Linked DNA regions of Mus musculus: region 1 is linked to region 2. Evidence: chromatin contacts called from public HiChIP or PLAC-seq data. All regions are on one chromosome and are shown on one strand. Each heading gives the region's core, a stretch centred on a gene start, on an enhancer-like site or on the middle of the called end of the contact. The rest is flanking DNA. Distances are from core to core; before and after follow the strand shown.

The links. HiChIP or PLAC-seq counts read pairs in DNA pulled down with a chosen protein or histone mark.
Region 1: a contact with region 2 is called in an H3K27ac HiChIP or PLAC-seq map of embryonic stem cells, with 3 times the contacts expected there. The contact joins the enhancer-like site here to the promoter of Map3k20 in region 2. A contact is called at or near these places in 4 of 484 Hi-C or Micro-C datasets (cerebral cortex, double positive thymocytes, palatal mesenchyme and 1 more) and 8 of 115 datasets of contacts at active chromatin or transcription factors (embryonic basal ganglia, embryonic forebrain, embryonic limb bud and 3 more).

What each region holds. Positions count from the first base shown.
Region 1 is chr2:72,513,794-72,519,317 of GRCm38.p6, reverse strand. No RefSeq gene overlaps it. Among named protein-coding and RNA genes, the nearest start is that of Cdca7, 40 kb to the right of the region's middle. Within about 2 kb of position 3,132, at least 25 of the 459 cell types and tissues checked have an H3K27ac peak or open chromatin away from gene starts, as enhancers often do. A contact at or near this core is called in embryonic basal ganglia and embryonic stem cells, where this site is marked.
Region 2 is chr2:72,282,395-72,287,990 of GRCm38.p6, reverse strand. It overlaps Map3k20 (mitogen-activated protein kinase kinase kinase 20), which reads right to left and starts at 2,354. Exons shown (of 20, transcript NM_023057.5): 1 at 2,136-2,354.

The DNA.
Region 1 (5,524 bases), core at 1,883-4,382, 230 kb before region 2:
CTCTCAAATGTCTCTACTTCCTGGGTGGTTTAGTGTACATCCTTTGACATCTTATGAATGACTTGGAGATGAAAGTTGTGCACAGAGGGTACGGTCTGAGGGAGTCGGGAGGGAGCAGCGGGATTCAGTGCTGTGAAGCAGGCACAGATATTACTTTGCTTCTCTTTTCCTGGATATACGCCGCTTGTGGCTGAGATCCCCAAGGTGAGATTCCATGAGAAGAGGAGGTGAAGCATGCAGAGGTGAGGGGACGCCCGCAGGAGAGCCGGGAGAGTGGCAGAGATGAAGTCCACAACCGCCACTCATTTTTCCCATGGGCTCCTCTTAAGGTCCCAGACACCACAACCCACAGATCTTCCCTGGGCCACCTGGACTGCTGGTGCCTTCTGTGGCTGCAGCAATGGGCCAAAGCCCTCATAATTATCCAAAGTGGTGAGACAGAAAGCCAGGGGGGAAAGACCACATCAGTGGAAGCTGAGATGAATTCAGACCACCCCAAAAGGGGCACTTAATTCTGCCAAGTTCAACTAATCTTCAGATGCAACATTATCAATAACAAAATAGATGTAAACCCAAAATCAGAGCCTCTAATTCTGAAGCAGTTAGGAAACATCTGAGAACAAGACTGTGGGCTTCTGAGAGAGCTGAAAGATGCATTCAGCATAGCACAGACTACACACTCAAAAACAGCATTATTTCAAAGTGCAGAGATCTGAGCCTGAAGGAGTCCCCAGACGCTTCAGTCATTTGCTCTTATTGGGTGACTTTATTTCTAGAGGCAAGATTACAAGGGTGCAGCCTTTGCTCTCCTAAAGCCTGCATCCTAGCTATGCACTCATAGGAACCACAGCAACAGGGCAATGTATAAGGAGTGCTAACGTGTGTAGCCCCAGCTATAACAATGTGGAATTTGACAGGTCATCGGCCACAGTTAGAAACAGAAGGGAAAACCCTTTAGTAGCGCAGAACTCGAGCAAGAGTTTGGGACAATGGCTTTCCACTGGGTTGGAGTAAGCGTCTGGCACACAGGTGTGTAGTCCAGTACTTGCTGGATAAATATCATTGAACAGGGACATCCAGTGGACGTGAGCACTGTGGATGGCCTGCATCATACAACGGATCCCCATCCCCTGTCTTCCTTCTGCCACAGCTTAATCAATATCCCCCGGGGAAAGGGATCCACAGGTTTCATCTCCCATCACTGTTTCCATCCAGTTTGTCTGGCTGCTACAGAACACCTGACCACGCCTGCTTCTGTCCGTCACAACCTAGAGTGTTAGGTGCCGCTAGATGATTTGTGCCATGTCCTTGCTGGCAGTCCTTACTCATGCAGTATGGCCTTGCTGTTCTTTAGAGGACACAGTAGGTGCCTGCAATCTGCCGAGGTCCTGAATAAGTCTCCTAGCAATAATGCTCACTCTTTGCTTAAGTGAAAACAAAAACTCGTGTGGCCTTGTATGTGAAAGGCCAAGAACCGTGCACCACAGCACCATTCCACACAGAAAGTAAAGCAAGGTTCAAAAACTTGCCTCCGGACTTGTGTGGTTTATATGCTGAACACAGAGAAAGCATCTTGTCCCCTGACTGTGTCTCTGTGTGTACCCAAGCCCACCATCTACTTTGAGCGTGAGCGTGATATTCACTGTATATCACAAGACCAGTCTCTGTATATTCATAAGATAATGTTCTAGGAGTTCTGAGTGTGTTTTGAGCACTACCAGTTCCTTCATCAGGAATTACCAGGGTACTCGGAATGAACGATGACACGGTACAGAGGAGAAACCAGAAGCCCAGGGAGGTTGCTCTCTTAGAATTTCTCAAAGTGGGCTGCACAGAACACCCATATCTTGAATATAGGCACTTTATGGAAAAGGGGGTCTGGTCAGGATCACATACATTTCAGAAATTTCAGATTAGACAAAATGGAGTTGGGGTTTTCATTAGTCTACTTAAACGACAGAGCTTCTAGCTGCAGCTAGTGTTCTTTCCACAAAACTGGGGACAAGGGCATCTGTGGGGTGTGTTAAGCCTCCCCTTACCCTTACCCATGATTATAGAAGGTGCTGAGGACTCCCGCAGACAGCAATACTACACACAGCACAGCTTTGAACTCTGCCCCTAGCGTGCTACTTCTTAGGTACTCGGTGGGCTGGGCTGGTTTTTTCAACAGGCCGTTCCCACGTTTTGCTAGGCTTCCTACATCTCCCTGCTTATCCCCAAGAGTGGAACTCAGAAGACATGACAAGTGAAATCCCTTAACTCCTTATAGTTACAATATGAGGGTTTCGTTGTTGTTGTTTCTCGTTCTACAACCCAGAGAGCAGCAGGAACCCAGCACTAACTGGAAGCCTGGTCCATCCACCTAGCTCCCACACCCCCAGCTCAGCACACCCGAACAGAGGAAGCATCAGAGCGCATTCCCTGTGGAGAGCAGAGGTGTGTAGGGGAGAGGGTAACAACTGAGGGAAGTGTATCCTTCATTTCCTCATGTTTTTTCCTTCTTTGCTGCTGATCACCTGTTTCTGAATTGCCTGTTCCGCTGTGTTTCTATAAAGGTATTAACCACTTTGCTCATCCAAGGATGCGCGGACCGAGACCTCAGATTCTGGTTCAGCGACATCATCTGTAGACCTTGTTGCCAAGCTCGGTGACCACGGATGCTGAACTCAGAAAGGGCTAAGCAGGGATAGCGAGCGGTCAGAGAGCAATGTCGGGTTCCCAGAGTTAGGGCTCCCCCTGCTGGAATCCAGAGCCAAGACCGAGTGTATTTTTATTCCCCAGAAATCCTGATTGAGCCTGCCTTCAGCCAGCTGCTTCACATTCAGTCAAGGCTTCTCCCACAGACTAGACTGGCATCTCTATCCAGCCATCTGTGAGTCTCCCCTCTCTTCGCCTGTGCTCTACTTCCTAAAGGATGATCGAGTTCTCTGTGCCCAAGTCAAATGCTGGGAATTTAAGACTGGGGGATTTCCCGACTTTCCCCCAAAAGCCGATCTTTTTGTTAGGACACGTTCTCCACAACAAGAATTACATTTTTCAAATGTTTGAATATCGGATCCTTTGTATTGCACATCTGGGGGTGTATTGTACACCCAGAGGGTGGGAGAAGAGAAACCCCTCCCGGATGCTCCCTCTTCGGGAGTAAGGTCAGAGGCATAAACCTGGAAAGTAGCCTAGTTTTACTCTGCTCTGGTCACTAAGCCCCTTCTTGCCATAAAACCCTGCCTCTGTGGAGTAGGAAAATAAGCATCGTGCCATAAAAATCTTGCCGGCATCTAGCTTCCTCTAGCTTCTGAGACTTGAGTCTCAGAATTCCTGATGGCTGAGAAATTGCAAGGCCCAACATCTAGAGAATTCTGCCCCACACACACCCACCCACACACACCCACCCCCAAGGACGCCACTATTTGTAATTGAGAAGTCTCTATCTTTTCATTTGTCAAAGAGGAAGGCTGAGCCACATTGAAATGGAAATCCGGCTTTCTCGTGCAGAGGGCAGCAAGGTTTCCGCTGGCTCTCTGTTAGGTGTTGACCCATTAGGACACGCTGTAAGGGCTGGGGCTCCTTAAGACCTGGGAAGTCAGGGCCCATTAGCTGTGCTCTCCAGTAGTGGAGCACATACCCACTTGGGGCTCACTGCAAATAAGACACTGAGGACTAGGAGGGCTAGGAGGGTTGGGAGCGATAGCTCAGTTGGTAAACACACCCCTAGGTTTGATCTTTGGCGCCTCATAAACCAGGTGTCCTGGTGGCACAGGCCTGTGATTGCAACACTTGGGAGGTGGAAGGAGGAGGAGGAGGAGGAGGAGGAGGAAGAGGAGGAGGAGGAGGAGGAGGAGGAGGAGGAAGAAAAGTTCAAGGTCATTCTTATCCAGCTGCTCATAGAAGCTACCTAGGATACAGGAGACCTTTTCAGAAGAAGAAATGTAAAGACAGCAAATTCAAAACCCTAAATGAAGGCGAACCTCTTTCAACCCCATGAATAATTATTCACATTTACAGAAATGAATACTAAAAGGAGCCGATCTTCATTTTTCAGCAGGCTGCACTATGGGATACCTTTACATACCAAGTTCACCTGATGCATAAAACATATGATTAGATTTACAAAAACTTGATTTACACAGTTTTTTTTTAAACATCTTTGCAGAAAGATTAGGTGTGATTAGATGCAATAGGAGCCCCTCTGAGGCTCACTGATGGGCTGTAGGAGAGTTACTAGCCAAACCCTCTTCAGCTGGTGTCAGTTCCCTCCCTAGAGATGTCTTGAGTGAGGCCTAATGACTGCTTACAGGGGTGGTATTGGAACAAGGGACGCTTCAGGAAATAGGTGCTGTTCAACCTTCATGAACTTGCCAATGAAGCAGAGCATCACAGTTGGAAAAGTGGTCAGGTCTGCTTTCTGTAGGAAAAAGGCACCCAGAAAGACACAGCTTCGATAGCCACTAGTGTGAGGCCATGAGGAGAAAGAAACAGGGGCAGCCCTAGGTGGCAAGAGAGCATTTGTCTGAGACTAAAGGAAGGAAGAGCTCCACAGAATTAATGTGTTCACTCCAAGGGATTCAAGGAGGTTCTCAGAGCCTGCACTATGGAGCAAGCCATTGAGCTGGCTTCTGGTTGCAGTTTCTACTCTTTCCAGAATTTAAAGCTCTGCCGTGTACACAGCAAGCAATCATATAGGCAATGTATATGGCAACTTATGTTGCTCTCCTCCAATGGCCACAATCAACTGAATTATAAAATATAGTCTCATATAAATCAAATTTATTATAAAATATAGCCATCATAACTTGAAAGAAGAAAATTGTGTGTGTGTGTGTGTGTGTGTGTGTGTGTGTGTGTGTGTGTGTGTAAGATATATACACGGTCGTCTGATAAAGAAGTCGTAACCTGCGCCATTTCGAAGTGTCTGGGGACATCTGTCATAGAGTTGTGCTCCAACTTCCGGGTTGCTTTGAGTCTCCTGAAGTGCAAAAGAGCAGAAGCTTTGAGAATCTGCATCCAGGTTCCTTTCTTATCCTTTATCCTTGACCCCTTTCCCAACACACACTCAAAGCAGCATTTTGAGACGCCGGAGAAGGAAGTATCACAGATTCAAAGGCGCAACAAGCTTTGAAAAGCTGCTGCCCACTGTCCACCGCTCCCCGGAGCTCCCATACTTAGCTTTTTGGTTTGTGATCTCACACCCGTTCTGGTGACACAGCACACTCACAGCTCATGAATATTTGATACCAAATTAAATGATTCTTCATTCTATCACGTAAAGAAGACAATTCAGTTTAAAGAAACCATTTGAAAGAGAACTCATTACATACCATTATTTTATTTTATTTTATTTTATTTTAACACTTTGATTATTCCATAGACAATACATGACTTTCTGCCTCTGTCTTTTAATTCCTTTTTTTGTCTAAAAATTAAACCCTGCCTTTCACTTTGCAAACTACAATACTCGTTTTCATTTGAATAAGAAAAAGTATTTTCCCAAATTATTAAATTGTTTAATAATGGAACAAATAGAATA
Region 2 (5,596 bases), core at 1,105-3,604:
AGGTATCAAATGTATGGCTCCCTGTTCTCAGTCTCTTACTGTGCTGGGATTATTTAACTCCTGTCACTCAATGCTTCAGCTGTCTCTAGGAGGGTCTGAGACAAAGGCCCTGTATTATCTGACCAGCTGTGAGGCTCTGGGGTTGATGGCTCTCCTCCCTGCACAGGTAAGAATCTTTTGTTTAGTGCTGGAACTATGCTGGTTTATGTGTAGTATAGACCACGGTCAATAGCCACAAAGGAAGTAGCCTAAACTTCCCCACAGTAAGACGGAAGGTGTCTCAGCTATTATCTTTAGATCCAACAGTCCCCCACCTTGTCCCATCTGTCCTGGGTAGAATAAAATGGAAAGCAAATGATCCAAACTTCTCTTCCTAACACCTCAGGGCACAGAGGCTTTCTGGTTCTGACAGTCCTGTGTTACCACAAACTCCTTTCCTCAGCTTAACACTGACTCTTCCCTGGCTGTGTCAAGTTCTGAGACCCACTGTGTAGTCTGCTTCTGCTGGGCACACACACTCAGAGTTTTATCTGACCTCTTTTACAAAACGTCCCTGTAACTTCTCCAGTGTCTCCTCTGATGATCCAGCGATTCACTCCACACCCTTCGTAACTCCTGCCTATAATTCCGCAGGCCTATCAGACTCAGTTTCACTGCAGAGCCCAGATAGGCACTGAGCCAATGTATTGCCAATAGCACTCACTCTGCCCTAACTTAAAATACACAGTGCAGCCTGCCAAGTTTCCTTATTTGGCAAGAAGGTCCCTCAGTTCCCAAGATCTTTGACCATCCATTTTTAGATCTAAATCTGTGTGCTTAATATTTGGTTATTATTTTTCTTAATGTGTTCTTATGTATCCCCCCTAAAACAAAACAAAACAAAAACTTTTAAAAGATTAATCAGCTACTTGCTTTCTAAGACAACAAAATGTTTCCCACTTAAACTTCTGACTTGCACATTCTCCAGTTTAAAAAAAAATCCCCCAAAATTTTTGTCAAAATTACATTGTAAAAGACTAAAATAAACAGTGCTCCAAAGACCATTTTTCTCTCTTAATTCTCTCTTTCTAAACAAGCTAAATTCATGTTCATTTACAATCTCCCAAATCTCTCACTATTGTAGCAGAAATCTAAAACAAAGACTCTACAAATGATCAAAACCATAATTAAAATGCAGCCGTCACTTTTTTTTAAGATAAAAAAAGAATGAAATTTCAGAGTAGAGACAGGCCGATGACAAAGAAGTCTGGTCTTGAATCATTTGTTTATTTTTATCGTTAAATATTTTGGTAGGTTTGGATCCACTAAATGCTGGCAGTTGGTTTCATCTACAGTCAAGAAGACCAGAAGATTCGCTACAACCACTTTAGGGGTAAAACAGGAACTCACTTTAACAACCATCCGAACTCAGATGTCCTCAATCCATTCTGGAAGACGGTTCTCACACGCATTATTAATGAAGGCTGCTTATTGTGAAATCGCTGGAACGGGCCACCAAATGGTGTGCTTTCATTATTAACGAAACTAGCAAAAATAGTAATTATGTTCTCCATAAACAGTGCTTATGCAGGATCTCCAGGCGCATGAGAAACATACATTTTCAGCAACCCAACAATGACGTGCCATTGTTGTTTTTTTTCAGGCAGTTCCAATGTCATCTGGGCAGTTTAGAATTAAAGTTTTTCCCGAGATCTGTCACGCGCGGGGCGAGGCGTGGCTGCGGCCCGGGTCACCCAGTGCCCACCCTGGTGTAGATCCCCGCGCCTGCGACACCCGCGTGTGCTCCCACGGAAGGCGAGGGTGCTCGGGAAGGGCAGCCGCCGCAGGTTCCCCGGGATCGCCGCGAGCTGTGCCAGGCCGGACTCTTCCGGGCACCGAGTGCCCGGCTGGACCGGCCCGGACATGCCCAAGCCGTCCTCGGCCCAGCGGCAAGGGACTGAGGGCTCAGGGGCTGCGGTCTCGGGGTCTGCGGGCTCGGGGACCACGGGTCTCCAGGGCACCGGGGGCGAGCCAAGGACAGCCGCCCGCCGAGCCCCGGCCTCCCGCAGCCGCGCTGCCCCGGCCCCGCAGGCCCCGGTCCCGCCGGTCCTCCAGCGGAGCTCCCTCCCGCCTCTCCCGTCCCCCACAGCCCTTACCTGGCTCCCGGATCGGGCGCGAGCGGCGGCGGGGGTCGGGGACGGCGGCCCGCGCGGCTCCCACGCTTCCGCCGGAGTCAGGAGTTGAACATTCCGCCTCTCCGCGCGGCGCCAATGAGGAAGACGTCGCGGCAACAGCACCACCTACCTCCGAGCGTGGAACCGCCGGCCGGCCAGCCTCCGGGCACGCCCGGCTCGGTGCCCAGCAGGGAGGCCGGGGCTCGGGGTCGCGGAGAGCCCGGTTGCTGCCCCCCCCCCCTTACCCCCCGTGAGACTGAATGCACTTGGCTGGGAAGGGGACAGCAGGGAAGGCAATGTCAGGGTCGCGGGTGCCTCAGTGGGACCATCAACAGGTACTTTGGAGATTTTGAGGAGGAGTCAAGGCCTGCTGCTCTGGTTGGTGACTTTTAAGATGAAGTGCCCGCGATTTCCCATCGAGGAGACAGAGTCCATGACAAGTGTGAACAAAACGTGTCACCTGGCTTTGGGAAGAAAAGAAATTGATCGGGGAGGATGTAGATGGAGTGGAAAAAGAGGAGAGGTTGCAAAAGTAGGGAACACAGTTTCTGAATTAGAATTTCACGTGTACACACGTGGAGAGTTAAGGAAAGTTGAAATCGTGCAAAATGGATATTCGTATTTTAGTGCATGGCTTTATATTTGGAGCAGGAGGCTTACCAGCCTGAAGATGTTAAGCCATATTCTCTTTCCTCCCCATCCATTTTAGTAGTGGTTTAGAGAGTTGCTTAGGGATGGAAACAAGATAAGTGGTAGATATTGTCACTACCAGGTAACAGATAGAATCGTGAAGGCTAGAGTTAGAGGGTACAGTTTGGGATCGTTTTTAAAAAGAAAATTGGAATTGAGAGACATGTTTCAGAAAGAGGCCACAGAAATTTGTGACCCATTCGGTTGGGAAAGAAGAAAGCGGTGATGCCAAGATTTGAGACCTGGGTGACTGGAAGAACGATGGTGTCATTGACAGAAATAGAAATCTGTGGAGAGGAAACTGGCTTCCTGCTGAGTTTTGAAGTCAGGAGAGGAAAAACAGGCAGAGATGAAACAAGAAACGGAAATCAGAAAAGAAGCCCAAAGAGAAATAGAAATTTTGAAAACCGTTCATATATATTTAATATATGAATGGGAAAGGATGGGTAAATATACACTAATGAAAAAAGAAACCACTTTCTGGTCTGTGATTACAAAGACTGAGGATTTTGGATTAATAAATTGCATTTTGGTAACTGAGAAGGTTGATGAAAACTATCCAGCTAAAAAAAATTCTTTTGTAGGTGATCAAACAATTGTTTAAAAAAAAAAAAAAGCTGTCTATCTACTCAAAAAAAAAAAAAAAAAAAAGGGTGCTGGGCTCTTGAGCGCGAAATGAACATGAGACTGCAGTCACCTTAGCTTTAAAGACATCCGATTGTGTCCTGACTCTGGCTGAGGAATCAGAGAGCCTGACTTTGCTGTTGCTCCTCTCAGTTGTCACATGGGACACTTAACAGGCAGTCCTCAGTTTCCTGCTCACCAAAATCAGGTGTTAGCCACTGGTTCCAGCTTGCCAGTCACCAGCCATCCATACCTTGCTTTGTACTGGAAGCCTGCAGCTTCTGATATTTTTAGCTTATACTATCTCTCCTTCCTTCATTCTATTTTCCTTCTATAATTAGGCTCAGAGAGTAGGCAACAGGAGCAATAAACTCTACAAAGTACTTTCAAAAACTTATTTGAAGGAGCACCTCACAGAAGGCCTCCTGCCTTCCCATTATGTTGCAAGGTCCTCACTGCGATACCTTATACTCTATTGTGGGGGCCACGGCTGTGACTCTGTGCTAAACGTAGGCTTGCCTCGACTTCTTAAGACTTATTTTTAATGTGTGTGTGTGTTTCCCCTGTGTGTATGTATGTGCACCATATGCACGCCTGGTGCCTATGGAGGTCAAAAGAGAGGTGAGAGCCATTGGAACTGCAGTTATATGTGTGTGGGAGCCACCATGTGGGTGGTAGGAATTGAACCAGGGTCCCTTGCAAGAGCAGCAAGTGCTCTTAACCACTGGGCCACCTCTCTAGTCTCACTGCTTCAAGATTTGAGTTTTTTGGTTTTTTTTTTTTAAATAAACTGCTTGTCTACTTGTGAATATATTGATGTTTTTAGACATCAGAGCTAATATAGTCTATATTGTGTTTACTCCTAATGCTCAACTTTTTCAAACTTAGGGGGGAAAAAATCTTTTTGCAAGTTTGTTTTTTTAGTTAATCCAAGTTGGACAGAGTATAGATTTGCGAGTGTAAACAGCACTAACAAAGAGTCCTTGTCGAAACTATCAAACCTTTACTTCAAAGACTTCCACACTAAAAATAGATGTACTCTCAGCAGTGGGGTGGCTTAGAAGTCCTTAGCACCCTCTTATAGCCAAGAACACCCTCCAATGTAAGCATGCATTCTAAGTTTAAAAAAAAAAACTTTTCAAAGTGATGTTTAAATACAACTTAACAACAATGTAACCCCTTATTCAACGGGCTTGTCTCCCCTAAACTTTTCTTTAATGGAAATCCTGGAAATGCCACCAGCTAACAGTAGAAGAACTAGCAGGTCACTTGAAAGGAAGAAAGGAGTCCTTTCTCCTCTAAAGTGATAACATCTGCCCCACAGGCTGGTACCTGGGGCACTCTTTCCAGTCATCTTAGTTCTGTATCTCAGATGGGGAATCTTCGAAGTCTGGACCACAGCATCACAGCTAAGAATTTACCCAACTCGTCTACAGAGGCCAGTGCTGTATAGCTCTGAGTTCCTAGGAAACTAAGGTGCGCAACCAAACGTCCTCTGTGGTAAGTATAGTCATTTCCTTAAAATCGGAACTGAAGCCTACATCACTGTCAGAAGACAGCTCACTGGAGATGCTCTGCCCTTCCACCACAGGGTTGGTAGCAAGCACTTTTATCTATGGCACCATCTTTCAGTCCTATATAATGGATTGTGATGAAACCCAGTCAGGTGTAGTGGTTCACCACTGTAACCTCAATATCTCAGATGCTAAGGCAAGACAGCTTCTGTGAGGTGCAGCCAGCCTAGGCTACAGAGTGGGACCTTGTCTCAAAACCCAAAAACAAATTGGAAAAACAAAACAACAACAACAACAAAAACCATTGTCCAAACCTTTTTAAAAATCAGAAAAGTACCTCCCCTCTCTCTTTCTCTTTTGGAAAACCTCCTGAATGTCTGGTTTGAATAAGAAGGCGTGGATTCTCATTCTGCCTCTGTGACTAATATATTACAACACCACACACATGTACTCTCTGGAAAATTCTACAGCCATGAAACTATACATAAAAGTAATCGAAGTCAAGCCCCCGAGAGGGTCGTGATTGCTACTATAGAGTCTAAGGGTGCTCTCTAAGTGGAGGGAGCTCATAGCTGATACTGTCTGGGGACAATGTCACAGCTGGAATGAGTAGGC